Regions from separate parts of the Oncorhynchus mykiss genome. Here region 2 is linked to region 1. Evidence: chromatin contacts called from public Hi-C data. All regions are on one chromosome and are shown on one strand. The core of a region is the stretch at or near the end of the contact, and the rest is flanking DNA. Distances in the headings are between cores, read along the strand shown.

Evidence for each region. Hi-C and Micro-C count contacts between places; a contact is called where the count stands out from the background.
Region 2: a contact with region 1 is called in a Hi-C map of liver, with 7 times the contacts expected there. The contact joins the enhancer-like site here to the promoter of LOC110521552 in region 1. A contact is called at or near these places in 3 of 3 Hi-C or Micro-C datasets (blood and liver).

Annotation. Positions count from the first base shown.
Region 1 is chr30:21,937,007-21,941,860 of USDA_OmykA_1.1, forward strand. LOC110521552 (formin-binding protein 1-like) reads left to right here and starts at 2,077. Exons shown (of 16, transcript XM_021599169.2): 1 at 2,077-2,298. The coding sequence starts at 2,275.
Region 2 is chr30:22,004,826-22,010,392 of USDA_OmykA_1.1, forward strand. LOC110521552 (formin-binding protein 1-like) reads left to right here. Exons shown (of 16, transcript XM_021599169.2): 9 at 1,123-1,332; 10 at 1,949-2,110; 11 at 3,024-3,035; 12 at 3,256-3,365; 13 at 3,512-3,644; 14 at 4,040-4,134; 15 at 4,512-4,699; 16 at 5,041-5,567. The coding sequence ends at 5,219. It overlaps LOC110521551 (breast cancer anti-estrogen resistance protein 3), which reads right to left. Exons shown (of 15, transcript XR_002473166.2): 15 at 5,518-5,567. Among protein-coding and RNA genes, the nearest start is that of LOC110521552, 69 kb to the left of the region's middle. Within about 2 kb of position 2,361, at least 1 of the 11 cell types and tissues checked has an H3K27ac peak or open chromatin away from gene starts, as enhancers often do. A contact at or near this core is called in liver, where this site is marked.

The DNA of each region.
Region 1 (4,854 bases), core at 827-3,326:
GCTTTGTGCTAGCAGTTTAAATGAGAAAGAGAGCAAATAGCATAGGGACAGCCTGGTTCAAATCCAAGTTTTTAATGGTTAGTGCCAGTAGAATACAGAGGGGTTCATATACAGTTCAGAGGCAAATCATAGTGTATGCATTTAGCCCAAAAACCAAACATGTACCATCTACTTCTTATATTAATGCTTTTTTTGTTATCCACCCTCTGGTATCTTTCAATACCCATGGAAATATATATATATACCCTATATACTGTACGTACACCACTGTTCGAAAGTTTGGGGTCACTTAGAAATGTCCTTGTTTTTGAAAGAAAAGCAATTTTTTTGGTCCATTAAAATAACATCAAATTGATCAGAAATACAGAGTAGACACTGTTAATGTTGTAAATGACTATTGTAGCTGGAAATGGCTGTTTTCTAATGGAATATCTACATAGGCGTACAGAGGCCCATTATCAGCAACCATCACTACTGTGTTCCAATGGCACATTGTGTTAGCTAATCCAAGTTGATCATTTTAAAAGGCTAATAGATCATTAGAAAACCCTTTTGCAATTATGTTAGCATAGCTGAGAACTGTTGTCCTGATTAAAAAAGCTATAAAACTGGACTAGTTGAGAACCTAGAGCATCGGCATTTGTGGGTTCGATTACAGGCTCAAAATGGCCAGAAACAAATAACTTTCTTCTGAAACTCGTCAGTCTATTCTTGTTCTGAGAAATGAAGGCTATTCTATGCAAGAAATTGCCAAGAAACTGAAGATCTCGTACAACGCTGTGTGCTACTCCCTTCACAGACAGCACAAACTGGCCCTAACCAGAATAGAAAGAGGAGTGGGAGGCCACGGTGCACAACTGAGCAAGAGGACAAGTACATTAGAGTGTCTCGTTTGAGAAACAGACACTTCACAAGTCCTCACCTGGCAGCTTCATTAAATATTACCCGCAAAACACCAGTCTCAACATCAACAGTGAAGAGGCGACTCCGAGATGCTGGCCTTCTAGGCAGAGTTGCAAAGAAAAAGCCATATCTCAAACTGGCCAATAAAAATAAAAGATTTAGAGGTGCAATTGAACACAGACACTGGACAGAGGAACTCTGCCTAGAAGGCCAGCATCCCGGAGTCGACTCTTCACTGTTGACATTGAGACTGTTATTTTGCGGGTACTATTCAATGAAGCTGCCAGTTGAGGACTTGTGAGGCCTCTGTTTCTCAAACAAGACACTCTAATGTACTTGTCCTCTTGCTCAGTTGTGCCCCGGGGCCTCCCACTCTTCTTTCTATTCTGGTTAGAGCCAGTTTGCGCTGTTCTGTGAATGTCTGTTGAATGTCCGAAAGTGTGAATATAAAACCAACTACTGATATTTACAGTAGACAGACATAATATCAGCAATATCACAAATAATTTGGACTGTGTGCAGAAAAGTAGCTACTTAGGCAACTTTACATGACTATTTAGCTGCGTAAAATATATTAGACGTGTTTCAAAATAACCCCGCGTATAGGTGTTACACGATTAACGTCTTGACAGAAACAAAAAGGATCCCTTAATGCGCCTATCTGATTGGCCTATACTCCATACATACCACTAAATGGCGCCATTTACTAATCAATAAAACAGATTAAGCTTGTTTTTCAATCGCAGAGTTTATAGCCGTCGGTGCAAATCATAAAAAAGGTGACATTAGTCCCCTGACATTGCCCACTAAATGTATATTTATAAATTCATTATATTCAACAGTAAGAGTTAAATAAATGAAAGGTTAATTACTTATTGTGGATAACTTTTGAGGCCAAATTATTCTAACAAAATCATCAAAGTGATTGTGGTCGATAGCAGCTAATATGAATATTTCAACAAAATTAATGAATTGATGATACAATTTATTCAGAAAGTCTTGCTCTTCCCACCAAATTTTTGGAATTTAAAAAATACTGTGCAGAGGATCATGTCATCAGCATAGTTCTAGTATAGCTAATTTAATTATTTTATGTGTTGAATTAAAGTTATATAACTATTTTGTTGATGACTAAATAATAAGGAATAGCATGCATACATTTAACATTTTATTGGCGAACCTGAACCTCCCGGTTCTCTGAATCCTAGATCCCAACTTCCTTCGCTAGAGCTGAATTTAGACAGCTCCTCAGGATGTGAGCAAGGAGTGTATACCACAGACGACAGCAGACGATTGGAAACGCAACATTGGCGAGTTTTGAGCTGGGAATACACTGACAATCTGGGGGTTTAGCAACCAGGGGAGTCCACAATGACTTGGGGAACGGAGCTTTGGGTAAGTTTGCTATTGGTATAAACCATGTTGCTCTCTTCTTTGTTCTTGTGTTGATAACACGCTTGCCAAAATTTAGCACGAATTCGATGAAGGTGCTCGGTTACCTTAGCATTGTGTAAGCTGCTAGCCAGCTAAGCCTGGCATGCACCTTTACCATAGTACTACAGACGGTAAACAATAGGCAAGACGTGTAGAAATGTCCGCCAGGCATAGGGGATAATTTGCGTATCTTTGTCTAGGACTTGTTATCATAACACTGTCTCTAACAGGGGCTTGATTGATCAGTTATTGTTTTATTTTTGAAAAGGGAGTCATCACACCCTCTTAGTTCACACATAGACTAGCAAGCTAGCTAACGTTAGCTATCCCCCCAAAAAGGTGGAGACAGGAGGGTATAACGCAAGTAACCACCTGTACTATTTTTCTCTCGATGCTTTTATGGATCTGATGGCTACCAGCATGAAACAATGCACTTACACATTTCGTTTAACTTGGTTTTAAAGCTCGAGTGTTTATTTATGGCTGGGTCTGAGTGACTCCTCAAGCTGCTTGACCAGCATTGTTCCCAGTTTGCAATGAGATTGCGCAAGTCAAATAGTTAAACAATAGTAGACTTGAGGAAATCAAGCATTTTTCTTCTCCCAAATATAACAAAAAACGACTCACCCATTGAACAGACGTGGGGGGGCTTATTCCAGGTACGGTCTTTGTCATGTTCTGTCTGGCTTGCCCTCTGACAGCCAGGCCCCTGGCTACATCACCCGGCTTGCCCAAGCGGTTTATCGTCCAAATTATTTTTGTGACTATATCTAGCTACCATGTTACTGCAGCAAAAATCTGTTCCACGTTATTTGGTTAGTGAGAAAATAATCTGCACCTATCGAAATATTCCTCACCAGGGACATTGAACTCCTTTGACATGTATTCCAGTTACATGGGTGTTGCCCATAAAACGTTTGGTCACCCCCAGTATCCTACCTAATGGGGCAGCTTCTCCCCCTAATCATTCTAATATGGATAGTTGCGAAGACTGCAGTGTCGCTGCCAACATGATAGCTAGTCAAAGAAGTGATGAGCCTGTTTCATACCAATTACATTCATCTCTAACATTGATAGAGAGAACTGCACTGTTATGTAGTTTGAGGGAAGAGAACAATATATTGAAGAGTTATTCAACATGTGACTGATGTGGCTTATATGGGTTCACTTCAGTATGATTAACCTTTGAACCTGTTTTGTTGATAAAATGTACATTTACTATGTTTCCTTGAATGATTCAGTTACTGCTAAATTAACTCTCAAAAGCATGTCGGTGCCCTGAAAAGACTAAAGTATGTACACTGCTCATAAAAATAAAGGGAACACTAAAATAACACATCCTAGATCTGAATGAAATATTCTTATTAAATACTTTTTTCTTTACATAGTTGAATGTGCTGACAACAAAATCACACAAATTATCAATGGAAATCAAATTTATCAACCCATGGAGGTCTGGATTTGGAGTCACACTCAAAATTAAAGTGGAAAACCACACTACAGGCTGATCCAACTTTGATGTAATGTCCTTAAAACAAGTCAAAATGAGGCTCAGTAGTGTGTGTGGCCTCCACGTGCCTGTATGACCTCTCTACAACGCCTGGGCATGCTCCTGATGAGGTGGCGGATGGTCTCCTGAGGGATCTCCTCCCAGACCTGGTCTAAAGCATCCGCCAACTCCTGGACAGTCTGTGGTGGTGGATGGAGCGAGACATGATGTCCCAGATGTGCTCAATTGGATTCAGGTCTGGGGAACGGGCGGGCCAGTCCATAGCATCAATGCCTTCCTCTTGCAGGAACTGCTGACACACTCCAGCCACATGAGGTCTAGCCTTGTCTTGCATTAGGAGGAACCCAGGGCCAACCGCACCAGCATATGGTCTCACAAGGGGTCTGAGGATCTCATCTCGGTACCTAATGGCAGTCAGGCTACCTCTGGCGAGCACATGGCGGGCTGTGCGGCCCCCCAAAGAAATGCCACCCCACACCATGACTGATCCACCGCCAAACCGGTCATGCTGGAGGATGTTGCAGGCAGCAGAACGTTCTCCACGGCGTCTCCAGACTCTGTCACGTCTGTCACATGTGCTCAGTGTGAACCTGCTTTCATCTGTGAAGAGCACAGGGCACCAGTGGGGAATTTGCCAATCTTTGCGTTCTCTGGCAAATGCCAAACGTCCTGCATGGTGTTGGGCTGTAAGCACAACCCCCACCTGTGGACGTCGGGCCCTCATACCACCCTCATGGAGTCTGTTTCTGACCGTTTGAGCAGACACATGCACATTTGTGGCCTGCTGGAGGTCATTTTGCAGGGCTCTGGCAGTGCTCATCCTGCTCCTCTTTGCACAAAGGCGGAGGTAGTGGTCCTGCTGCTGGGTTGTTGACTTCCTACGGCCTCCTCCACGTCTCCTGATGTACTGGCCTGTCTCCTGGTAGCGCCTCCATGCTCTGGACACTACGCTGACAGACACAGCAAACCTTCTTGCCACAGCTCGCATTGGTGAGCCACTTGTGTGG
Region 2 (5,567 bases), core at 1,111-3,610, 68 kb after region 1:
GGAACCGCCATAGGTCAACGGCCACTGACGTTTTGATTTTGTAAATAAATAAAAAATCTGCCAAAACAAAATGCAACTTCTTGCTCTTTCCTTGACTTTTCCTTAAATATTTATATTTTTACATTGCTCATTTTTCAGAAGTTTGAACTCACAAATGTTTTAAAAGTATTGAACATTTTCACCAACTTGTGCTGTAGGACGTTGGTACCCAGCCAGGCGCTAATGTGTGCGTCTCCTCACTGAATGAATGTCATGGATGAATGGGCGATAATTGTGCACTTTACTTCACAATTGAATTTCAATTAGGCCTAACTGAATGATACAGCCTGGAATTGAACCAGGGTCTGTAGGGAAACCTCTGCCGTTTTAGACTGCTGCGCCACTCAAGAGCCCAATAATAACTATTGTTATGTTTTTACATGGATATATTTCCACTAATATTTCTTCATGCAATTTATCATTTACAGTTGTTTATGCACTGTTTATCAAACTTTGGAGCTTGTGTTCGCGCATATGCATCTGATGCGTATGCTATAGGAACGCCCGGCAACGTTCTCTAGCGGATGCTGAAAGGCCATGCGGTTCTAGTGTTATATGGATACTTTAGGATTTTTCCAATGAGGCCCTTTGTCTACTTTGTCTACTACGTTTTTATGTCTCTGTGTCCAGTATAAAGGAGGTTAGAGGTAGTTTCGCGAGCCAATGCCAACTAGCGCAATGACTAGAAGTCTATGGGCATCTGCTAGCATGCTAGCTGTGGTGTATCAGTCAGCCTCTGCCTAGTCTCCAGCCTCTGTCTCCTCCAGTGTTTGTGTTGCTGGCTGGCCCCGGCAGGCAGAGCCTCCTCTCTCCTTCCCACCCACGGGCCTACATACAGCCTGGCTGGTTCTACATCCAGCCAGCTGAGCAGAGCTGCTCCCACTCAGTGGGCCATGTTTTCCTTTGATTGTTCTTTATGCACACAGCGCATGCTGCACATTGGTTTCCACCCGGGGCTGAGCTGTACTCTGCACTCAGGTCATGGTGTCCCAGAAAACATCATTTTAAAGAAATGTCAGTCTGTAATGTTTGTTCTTCACTATATCTTAGTCTCACACTGTCTTTTTTTTGTCTCTCTGTCAGGACTCAGCGATTGTAGTGGAGTCATTTAAGTCAGGCTTTGAGCCTCCAGGGGACTTCCCATTTGAGGACTACAGTCAGAACCTTTCCCGGACGGGCTCAGACAACACCATCAGCACCCCCAAGAACGAGGGGGTGGTCAAGCCAGACCCCAAACACTCGATTAGCAAGGCGGCCAAGAACAAACTGTGGCTCTTTGGGAAAAAGCCCAAGGTGAGAGATTCATCATCACCTGCTATCAAGACCTTTACTCGTTGTTTCAATAGTGAACAACTTGTATGTATGTATGTATGTGTGTATGTGTGTGTGTGTGTGTGTGTGCCCACTCACTGATTTTTGTCTGTTCTTTTCTTGTAACAGAGTCCACTGGTAGGTTTATACCTTACGGTAGCTGTCTTTTTATAACAGTCACCTGAATCTAGCATTTTCTATCTCATTACATAAATCACTACACTTTGACCTACCAAAGGCAATACCGTCTGTTAATCTATAACTTTTTGTAGGTTTGTGTGAGAGTAGCTAACCATTTTCAAATGACTTGTCTAATACAAGGGTTGTTGGTGCTCATATTGACTTTGATTTGCCTGCTCTTGTCTTATGGTTTCTTATGGTGTCTCACCCGAAGGTCTCTCAGATTTCATATTGCATGATCTTCCTTAACTGGTGTTTCTCCTGTTGAGATTTGTTTTATGGGACAATGTGTTGGATAACCACATTTTTAATTGTTTTACCTCTGTCTCACTACACCATGACTTTATGTTCCATCGTTACAATTATGTTCCTAGTTCTAAAAGTTTTCAGGTTGATCACGCCTTTTTTGTCGTCCCAGTCTCCCCCCTCCTCTCCTCCCCCTGCTCCCCACCGCCCCGACCTGGCTACCGCCAGCCACTGTCAGGCTCCTAAATTTGCTAGTGACCCCATAGCTTTCTGTCTGTCTGAACTGAGAACGGTCAAACCCAGGATAGCCTCTTTCAGGGGTCTTAAACGAGGGGTAAGATGAAGAGCATGTCAGTGTGTTTGGGTTTGCAGTGATTTAAGTCTCTTTTTCTCTCCTTATTTCGTTCTCTTTTTCTCTCCCTCTCCCTTCTCACCCCCCTCTCTTCTGTCTCTCTGGTTTTGATCCAGTTAGTTATTCTCTAGTTAGGAATGTGGGTTGAAATCACAGTAGTGCCATTGTAGAGCGTGTTGTGTGACGTGTAGGAAGTGATACTGTAGCTGTAGGTGGTATTTGGATAAGGAGAGGTTACGGTGGTATGTCGAAATGACATGAAGGTCAACTGGACCTCATCATGAGCCAGCCAATATACTGTATGCCGGCTAAACAGTCAAATGAATGTCACACAGTGGTATTACTGTGCCAGACCATTGATTGTGTGTCACCCCTGTGTGTCCCATTTGGTTTCTGGCTGAAGGACCTAGTTTGATTTCCTTAATGTATGAGGTGACTCATGGTTGTCTGCAGTATGGAGACGGACTTCCTGGAAACAACCTTCTTCCTGCTTCAAATGGCATCGCATCATCTAAAGAGGGCTTTTAAGATGTCAACTTGTTTTTAGTGGAATTAAAAGGATATCTTGAACAATGTATTCTCCTTGGAGGATAGCCTTTCCAATACATGATACCCCACATTCTATGTAGTGTTAAGATTCAATAAGTTAAATGATTGAAATATAATAACAGATTACATAAGTATAACTTCACCCAGATTGACACACTAATAGGGCTCATCAGATTCTGTCCATCTTTGTTCTTGACAGCTGTGGGTAACCCCCGACAACCTCTTGACTCTCCTTCCATAGTCACACCCTTGTGATGCTGTGCTCGTAGTTACCGTGACAACCTACATGTTTTGATAACCGTTCCATCTTTTGCTTTTTCTTCTATTGTAACCCAAACCTGCCCAGTGGTCAGTGAAGGTGAGGTCTGGTCTGCCGTAGTTAGCTGTACGTGTCTCACCTTGTGGAGTTCTATAGGACAGGTCTAGTGTCACGAGCCGTTCTAGAGTGAGGCTCTCCAACCTATTCGTTCTCCGGTCTCTACTAGTATAGTTCTCGTAGGTTCTTGCTGTGAGAAGGTCTCTAGAGACCACGAGTGACTGTGTCATTGTAACTGGATAGTGTCCTGATGCGATTTCAGGCTCCGTCACTGGAGGACTTCAGCCATCTGCCTCCCGAACAGAGACGCAAGAGGCTGCAGGCTCGGATCGACGAGCTCAGCAAAGAACTACAGAAAGAGGTGGACCAAAGGTAGGCCATGGGAAGACTTACTTTAACACTGATCTGTGTCTCTCTTATACTGTCCACATTTCATTAGTGTTTCATTGGCATGTCAGTGTCATTTGTTAAATAGTTTATGTTACTATGACATTGTGACTGCGTGTATGTTTGTGAAGAGATGCACTGAACAAGATGAAGGATGTGTATGAGAAGAACCCTCAGATGGGCGACCCACAGAGCCTCCAGCCCAAGATCTCTGAGACCATGTGCAACATGGAGAAACTACGCTCCGAGATCCACAAGAATGAGGTAAGCCTCCCCAGCCAAGAGCCCTGAAGGAAGGAATGGGTGAAGGAGAGCGGAAGAAAGGCATCACAGTACATCTGGAGAAATAGTGACTGGGCGACGGTTTCCTGTGCCGAGTTAGCCCCCTCTGGGGGATGACTAAATGCACGGCTTCCCTTTGTCAACAGAACACTGAGTAGAACAGGATAGGAGTTCTTTGAGAGTCCGAGGGTTACATCTATCACACTATATTGAAAGACTGGTTGAACAATGGCATATCCAGGATAAGAATGAGTGTATCCATCGTGGGGGTATTAACAGCAATATGAATGTTATGACTGTCTACCTCTTAATGTCCTTTTCTCTCGCTCTCTTTGTCTCTCTCTTTGTCTCTCTCTCTGTCTCCCTCACACACACAGAGCTGGCTGTCAGAGGTGGAGGGGAAGGTGAGCACCAGAGGAGATCGAAGACCCAGTGCCGACGTCAACCATCACACACCCCATGGCAGAGAGAGGTCAGAGGGCACAGAAACACGTTGTTTATGTGGTAGTAATAGATTGTAGACTAGAAGAAGTATTAATAGTAGTAACATAGGAGAGTTATTGTAGTGAAAGTAACATGTTCCCCTGGGCCATAGCGTAAATTGAACAAATCCAATCTAACAGGTTTACCAGATGTCTGTATATAAATAGAATGACACACCTTGTTCTTTGTGTCTTTGAAAGCTTAACATGGGTGGAGTCGTAATAGTTTTTCTAAAGGAAAATGACTCGGAACGCTCGGTCACAGTCTGCCTGGAGCAGAATCCTACAGCTTGAGTGGCTGAGATGGCACTGACTCTCTCATCCATCTCTTCGCCCCACCCTCTTCTTCTCCTCTTCCTCTCCTCAGCCCTGAGGGCAGTTACACAGATGACCCCAGCCAGGAGCACCGCAGCCCCCCTCACCAGCCAGACCCCCGACAGGCCCATCAGCCAGACCCCCGACAGGCCCACCAGCCAGACGAGTTTGATGATGAATTTGACAACGACGACCCCCTCCCAGTCCTTGGCCACTGCAAAGCGCTCTACTCCTTTGATGGTATAGTACAGCCGAGCCAGTGGTGCGCTCTGTGCATTTCACTGTCTTACTGTGTGGTGACACTGTGTGTGGTGGGTTGGGCATTTCAACTTGACTCAAACACTGGATATTGACTCAAACACTGGAGCAGTTTTTAGCATTTGCATGAATGTGAATATGGCATGTTAATGATGTGATGTGATATTCCTGTAAGGTGGTTATTTGTGCACTAACAGAATGTCTCTGGTCTGTGTTGTGGTTCTTTCTCTGTGCGCTAACAGAATGTCTCTGGTCTGTGTTGTGGTTCTTTCTCTGTGCGCTAACAGAATGTCTCTGGTCTGTGTTGTGCTGTTGACCCCCAGGTCAGAATGAGGGAACACTGTTGATGAAGGAGGACGACGTGCTGTACATCATCGAGGAGGACAAGGGCGACGGCTGGACGCGAGCCAGGAAGCAGAGCGGAGAGGAGGGCTATGTGCCCACGTCCTACGTGGAGATCGCCATGGAGAAGAACAGCAAAGGTGCAGTCACCTACATCTGATCTGACCACCTGCATGGACTCATATTATAAGCCCTCTTCCTCTGGGGAATGCTGGTCCGAACAGCAAGTCCTCTTTGTTCACTGTGTGAGCTCACGGACAAACAAACACTCTACAGTCCTGCTATTGTCGTGACCCTCTAGGAGCTCAGTATCAATGAATTAAGCCATGTGTGTCTGTAGGACGACGTATCCATAGCCATGCTCTATGGCAAGGGGACTCATCACCCCTTAGGCCTGATTATTTTATTTAATATTTCAAAAGTGATTTGTTGTTTTTAGTTCATGTATCTTTTTTTTATTTTTTTAAGGTAGATGATAAAATGCTCTTCTGGTTTTAAGATCTTTCTA